2 separate regions of the Oryctolagus cuniculus genome follow, and region 2 is linked to region 1. A link is a contact called in public Micro-C data. All regions are on one chromosome and are shown on one strand. Each heading gives the region's core, a stretch centred on a gene start, on an enhancer-like site or on the middle of the called end of the contact. The rest is flanking DNA. Distances are from core to core; before and after follow the strand shown. Region 1 overlaps BAIAP2 (BAR/IMD domain containing adaptor protein 2). Region 2 holds the start of BAIAP2 (BAR/IMD domain containing adaptor protein 2).

The links. Hi-C and Micro-C count contacts between places; a contact is called where the count stands out from the background.
Region 2: a Micro-C map of ear pinna shows a contact between it and region 1, with 2.0 times the contacts expected there. The contact joins the promoter of BAIAP2 here to the enhancer-like site in region 1. A contact is called at or near these places in 3 of 6 Hi-C or Micro-C datasets (ear pinna, skin fibroblasts and an unstated tissue).

Annotation. Positions count from the first base shown.
Region 1 is chr17:1,433,722-1,436,767 of mOryCun1.1, reverse strand. It overlaps BAIAP2 (BAR/IMD domain containing adaptor protein 2), which reads left to right. Exons shown (of 15, transcript XR_011383319.1): 4 at 1,923-1,984; 5 at 2,533-2,604; 6 at 2,985-3,046. Among named protein-coding and RNA genes, the nearest start is that of BAIAP2, 39 kb to the left of the region's middle. Within about 2 kb of position 1,472, at least 5 of the 8 cell types and tissues checked have an H3K27ac peak or open chromatin away from gene starts, as enhancers often do. A contact at or near this core is called in ear pinna, where this site is marked.
Region 2 is chr17:1,473,208-1,476,511 of mOryCun1.1, reverse strand. It overlaps BAIAP2 (BAR/IMD domain containing adaptor protein 2), which reads left to right and starts at 1,905. Exons shown (of 15, transcript XR_011383319.1): 1 at 1,905-2,087.

The DNA.
Region 1 (3,046 bases), core at 223-2,722:
CCACGCGCACGTGGCGCCCTGCAGCTGCTCGTACACGCAGTTTGAAGATTCACCGCGTGGGCCGGCTCGGCGCAGGGCTGAGCGCCGCCGGTCTGTGCAGCTTCGCCGAGCTGGGGGCGGAGCGGTGACCCCGTCCCCCAGCCGGAGCCCACGAGGAAGAGGCCCTGCGGTGTCGGCAGCCTGCCCCGTGCCCTGTGGTTGCTCACGTGGAGCGCTCCCTGGGTGGTCTTGCGCTGAGGGTGTGGTGCGAGCCGTGGGGGGCTGCCAGCAGCCCCTGAGGGTCGGCCTGGGCCTGGCCAGGGGCCGCCTGGGCGGTGAGCTGAGTGGGCCCTGGGAGGGAGGGGCCGGCGAGCCCAGGACGTGAGCAGGTTCCCCACACGGGCCAAGCGCCCTGCTGCCCCTGTCCATGGACGTGCTGGGAGCCGGGAGTCAGCAGGACACCGCCGGGCCGGCTCCTGGTGTCCAAGCAGCAGCTCTGGCCCGAGGCCCTGCCCCCGGGCCCTCGGGGCCCTGAGACCCATCTGTGAGCGTCAGGGTGTGGGGCGGCCTGGGCCCTGCAGGGGTGTGGGCCCACAGGGTGCAGGCGGGGCATGGCCTTGAGGGCTGCACTGCCCGTAATGCGCCTCGCCCTGGGCCAGTGCTCGGTGACCTGTGGTTAAAACTCAGGAGCTGGTGGAGGCCACCACAGCCCTCCCGGGACTCAGGCCGGCATCCGGGGAGGAGACCCTGGGGCCACTGGGGTCTGGAGGCAGCCTTACCCGGTGAGAGCCCGGGGGGGGGGGTCTTTGGAGGCTTCCAACTTCAGCCAGCGCTGCTGGGCCCCAAGGACCCCTCAGTGCACCGCCTGCTGCCCCCAGACCCTGTGGGTCACGTGCCCCTCCTCCCCCCGGCTCAGACGCGGGCAGGCGAGGACAGTCCTGCACGGTTGCTCTGGGTCAGGGCCTGCAAGAAAGTGACCCCCCCGCCCCGCCCCACCCCGCCCTGCCCCGGCCCGGCAGGCCTGGCTGCTGCTGTGCCGGCGTCCTCGGTGTCCTCGGCACACGCGGCACACGCGGCACACGCGGCCCGGCCCTGGAATCGGCCCCCAGCAAATAGTTGCTGGTCGGTGAGCGCAGCCGCCTGGTCCCTGCCCCCTCCGCGGGGGAAGCGGAGCCGCTGCCGGCCCGGGGCTGCAGGGACACTCGGTGACACGGCCACGCCCGCGGCTCATGGCGGCCACACTTCAGGCAGGATCTCGGCTCCAGGAAACTTCCGGACTTTGGGGAAGCTCCTCCCCCGGCTCGTCTCTGTCCTTGTCTTTGAGAGAAGCAGCGGCGCAGGCGGGCACAGTCTCGTGCTGGCGTGGCCTGGGCCCATGGAGCCCGCCCCAGTGCCGGTGCTGGCCACACCCTCTGTGCTCCCAGCCTGCTGGGGAGGGTGCGCTGGGCAGGAGCTGTGCCTGAGCTCTGTGTCCCTGGGCCCTTGGGGACGGCTGGGGGGCCCAGGTCTCCTCCCACTGGCGCCGGGGCCGCCCTGTTCTCTGAAGCCGGGGACCAGGAAGAGCCTGGCCTGCAGCCCGCGTCCTGTTTCCTCTAGGGGTCAGTCAGGGCCACAGCCTGGCCCCTGTGGGCGTGCCCCCGAGGGCGGCCCCAGAGCAGGTCTGTGTGCAGACCGGCTCGCTCACGGCTGGGCCGGCCCCGCCCTCGCCTGTGTCGGAGCGCCTGCTCCAGGGGTGCCAAGCATTCCGCGCACCTGGGGTCTGGAGCCCTCGTGTTCTGGCATTTTCTGTGTCCTCTTGGCGTCCGCGCCCTGCTCCCTCTGGCCCCTCTGCCTGTGATCACGGGCTTCCCTGGACGCGCTGGCCGTGACCGTCCCAGGTCTGGCCGTGCTGCCCAGGGTGAGGCGCGGTCCGCAGAAGCCGACCTCCTGTCCCCCCTCCCCAGGAGACGTCCTCTTCCAGATGGCCGAGGTGCACAGGCAGATCCAGAACCAGCTGGAAGACATGGTGAGCCCCCCTGCCGGGCCCCGGGATGCTGCGGCGGGGGGGGGGGGGGCGGGGCACGTGTCCCCTGGGGCTTGCTCCACAGCGGCAGCCTCTCCAGGCCAGAGACGTGCCCTGGCTCAGGACTCGGGGGCTGGTGCTGGGGGGCCCGGCCGGGGACACGGCGGCACCACGACAATGACCACCAGCCAAGCTCGGATTGCCGGGCACGTCTCCCGGCTGCCAGGTGTGGGGAGCCGATCCAGAGGGTGACCCAAAACCCACCCCGGACCGTGCGGCTGAAGGGGCACGGAGGTCCAGGGCTGCTGTCTGGGTTCCCCGGCATGGGCCGGCCGAGGAAGCACAGCACGGGCGGTCACTCTGTCCCTTGTGAGGAGCGGAGCATCGCTGAAGGCGGGGCTTGTCCAGGACCCGGGCCCGGGGCCCCTGCGCTCCCCGCAGCTCCCGGCTCCCAGGCAGCTCCTCTTCCACATCGGTGCCGGCCCAGGGCACGCGGCGGCCGCTGCCCGTGCGGGCATCAGCTGACTGGGTGTGCTCTCCCCTGTGTCCAGCTCGAGTCCTTCCACAAGGAGCTGCTCACGCAGCTGGAGCAGAAAGTGGAGCTGGACTCCAGGTACCTGAGTGTAAGTAGCCCACCCGCGCCGGGCGGCCGCGACGCTCAGACTGCAGATGCAGTCCCGGGGGGCCCCGGTGCAGCTGTGTGGCCTCTGATGCCCCCGCGCCAGTTCTGGGCCCCCTGCCCTGGGCCACCTGTCGCCATGTCGATGACGCGGCCTCGTCCCATCCTCCCCGAGCCGGCCGGCCAGAAAGCCAGGGACCCTCTGGCTTTGGGTGCTGGGAGGGAGGGAGGCTGCGTCCTCCGGGCCTGGCGCTTGTCCCTGGGGAGCGGCGAGCTGGGTGGGTGGGGACCCCGCGCTGGCGCCGAGCGCGTCCTGCTGCCCTGGCGCTGAGGCGGGCGGCAGCCGCTCACGGGCCTCTGCTCCGTGTCCTGCTTGAACCTCAGGCCGCGCTGAAGAAGTACCAGACGGAGCAGAGGAGCAGAGGGGACGCCCTGGACAAGTGCCA
Region 2 (3,304 bases), core at 656-3,155, 39 kb before region 1:
CGCCGCACGGTGGCTGCCTTTTGCTGGCCCTGGAGCAGGGTGGATGGGGTTAACGGCCAGGCCCTGCCTTCCCAGCCATGCTGATGCTGACGTCAGGGGGGCCCCACAGCCATCCTGACTCCCCCAGCTGTGCCGTCCACCCTCGGGCCGGGTTCCTGCCGTGACCCCAGACACCTGCCACCGAGGTCTGGCCGGGGACAAGACCTCCAGGAGCCGAAGCAACAGGCGCGTCCCGGCACAGACCTCCCGGCGCTGCAGATTTCCTGGCCCCCTCGCCAAGACCCGCCTGGGGTCCCCGCCGCCCACAGGGGTTTCTCTGCGCCGGGTGGCCCCCTTTGCATGGCGGCTTCTGCTCCAGCTGCAGCTAGGGGGGAGCAGGTCGGGGGACACAGATGCTGGCCACTCAAAGTGAGTGTGCCCCTTGGCTACGGAGAGGGGCGGGGGCTCAGGCGAGACCCCTGGGAGCCTCCGGAAGACACAGCAGGGCCGGACCGTGGGAGTTTCCTAGAGGGGCGCCCAGCCCCCTCCCCATTTCGGAGCTGGAAGTCCAGAATTTCTCCCCAAGTCAACTCCTCTTCCCGAGGCCCATCAGCCTCCACCTCCCCTGGTCTCAGACTCTCAGCTCTCCTGGCTGCCTCCCCCTCCACCCAGCGAGCCCCAAGTTGGCCCCTGGCCCAGGTCAGTCTGGGACTGGAAGACGCTGCTGTCCCCCAGCCAACGGGCGCCCCGTTTACCGGGGCCAGCTCGTGCTGGGTTTCCACCACTTGCAACTGAAGATTCCATTACAGAAATGCACAGGGTCCACTCTACACAGGGATGACCAGAGGCCGAGGACTGGAGCCCCGCCCGCCAGCCGCAGAGGGGAGTGGGGCACTGACGCCTGGGGGCGTGTCTCCCCGACCTGCGTGAGCCAGTGTCAGGACCCAGAGGCTGGGCCAGGGCGACACTCAGCCCGGGTTTCCCGAGTCCGGCTAACTTCGGCGACTCTCTCCAGGGCAGTTGTGCCGGGAGCCCTGGGCGCCAGCTCAGCCAGTTCCCTGCCAGGACCCCTAAAAGGCAGGGCTCTGCCCCCTCCCTCCCATCCAACCGACTCCCCTCCCCAGGCCCCTTCTGACCACCCTCCTGCCACCCAACCCTCGACCCCGGCCACCGGGCTCCTCTCCCTTCCCTGGGCCCCGTGGTCCTCCAGGCAGGATCCGCTCCTCCCCACCGACCCTCCCGCCCTGATCCTCCCCCCCCGGGGGTCTCCCTCCTCCAGGGTCCCAGCGGCCCTGCGCCTACCCCTTCCCCGACCCCAGGGTGCCCCTTCGCCCAAGGGTCTCAGGGCCTCCCCTCCCCTAGAGCCCTCCCTCCTCCAGGGCCTCCCGCTCCTCCCCCAGTCGCTCCCCCTCCCCACCTGACGGACTCACCGGCCGCCGCCACACCAGCCGCGCGGTCCGGCGGCCGACCGACTCCCGGCGCCCGAAGCCCGCCGCTCCACGCGCCACCGCGCTGAGCCGCCTCCACGCGCTCTCTCCCCCCTCCTTCTGCTCCTCTTCCTGCGCCGCCCCGCCCCCGCCCCCGCCCCCAGCCCGGCTGTCACACGGGCCCCTCCGGCGGCTCCCAGGGCCCCGGCCCGCGCCGCGCCTCCGCCTCCTCCCCCGGGAGCGACACGGCCGCCGGCCAATCGTTGCCGGGACTCAGCCCCAAGTCTCCGCCTCTCATCCCGCCCCCCTCCTCCATCTCCGGAACCCGCCAATGGGAAGGGCGGCGCTGGAGCGGGGCCTGGTGGTTGCCTAGCAGCGGCGGGGCTGGGCGGGGGCGGGCGGCCGGGGGCGGTGATCCGGGCGCAGCGGGGGCGGGGCCCGGGGGCGGGACCTGTGGCGGAGGGCGGGGCATGAGGAGCTATAAAAGCGGCCGCCGCCGGGCGCCGCGCTCCGTGGTCCGGGTCTGCGCGCTCCCCCGTCCCGCTGCCGCCGTTGCTGCCGCCGCCGCCGCCGCCGCCGCCGCCCGCGCCCCCGCTCCGGTCTGTGGTGCAGCGGGGACCCAGCACCATGTCGCTGTCGCGCTCGGAGGAGATGCACCGGCTGACGGAAAATGTGTACAAGGTGAGCCCCCGAGCCGGCTGCGGAGCCCCCGGCCAGATCCTGGGCGCCCCGGGGTCTTCCCGGCGCGGCCGCTGGAGCCGCAGGGCGGCGGGCGCGGCGAGCCGGCGCGGGCGGTCACAGGTAGTCGCGCTGCCCGGAGCCCCTCGGCCGCCGCGGCGCGCGCCGCCCGAGTTCCGGCCCGGGCGGGCGTCCCCGACGGCGCCGCCCGAGTGCCCGGGAGCCCGGAGCCGAGCTGGGATCACGGCCACGCGCGCCCCGGGGCACTTTCTCCCGCCGGGCGGCCGTGGACGGCGCCGGCGTCTTATGTAAGCGCGGGGGAGCGCACCTGTGTGGGAGGCCGGCGCCTGCCTGCGCCGCCCGCCCCCGGGCGCGGGGCCTCCCCGTCCGGAGCTCGGGCTGCGCCGCGGTGCGGGGGCCCGGCGGGGGCGGCCGCGTCGCCCGCTCCAGCCCGCGGAGCAACAGTGCGCGCTGGCGCCGCGCGCGGCGGCGGGCCTGCGGGCCGTGGCCTGCGCCTCCCCTGGGGCGGGTCCAGGCCGGGGCGGGCTGGGGGCGGGGGGCAGCCGCGCTCCCTCCCGAAGCCATGTTGGAGCCGCGGAAGGGGAGCAGCCCTCGGGGCTGGCGCTCGCGTCACGCAGCCGCCGTGGCACGCGTTGCCGTGTGCGGGCGAGCGCTGTCGAGGGAGGGCGGGTTCCGAGCCGCTAGTCGTGAGCGCCGCGGCGGCCGGGGGCCGGAGAGGGTGCGCGGCAAGGCTCTCCCGTGGCTCCTGGCTCAGCTCTGCCGCGAACTTCCGCGGGCAGGGCCGAGGGGAGCGTGCGTGGCTGTGCTGCGGGGACTCCCACGGGCGCGCTCAGGAAAGCTGCGGTCCTGCTGGGAGGAGCCGCCGAGTGCGCGGGGTCTCCCTGGGGTCCCAGCCCGCACGCAGGCTCCGGTCAGCTTCTTGGAGCAGCGGGTCAGTCGCGGGTCACCTGTCATGTGGACGGGTGGCCCCGAGGAGATCCGGTTTTGCAGGGCGGACACAGGCGGCCCTGGTGTGTGTGGCGGCCGCTGGACGGGGCTGGTCCTGCCAGTGGGTGGCTCTTCCTGCGGCTCCGGGGACGTGCTGCCTTCAGGGGCCGTGTGGGCCGCCTCTTGGCGTCTTGTCACCGGGGCGCTCGCCGGGCCGCGGCAGTGCCGGTACCGGTCGGGCGGCTTCGGCTCGTGGACCAGGCAGACGTCCA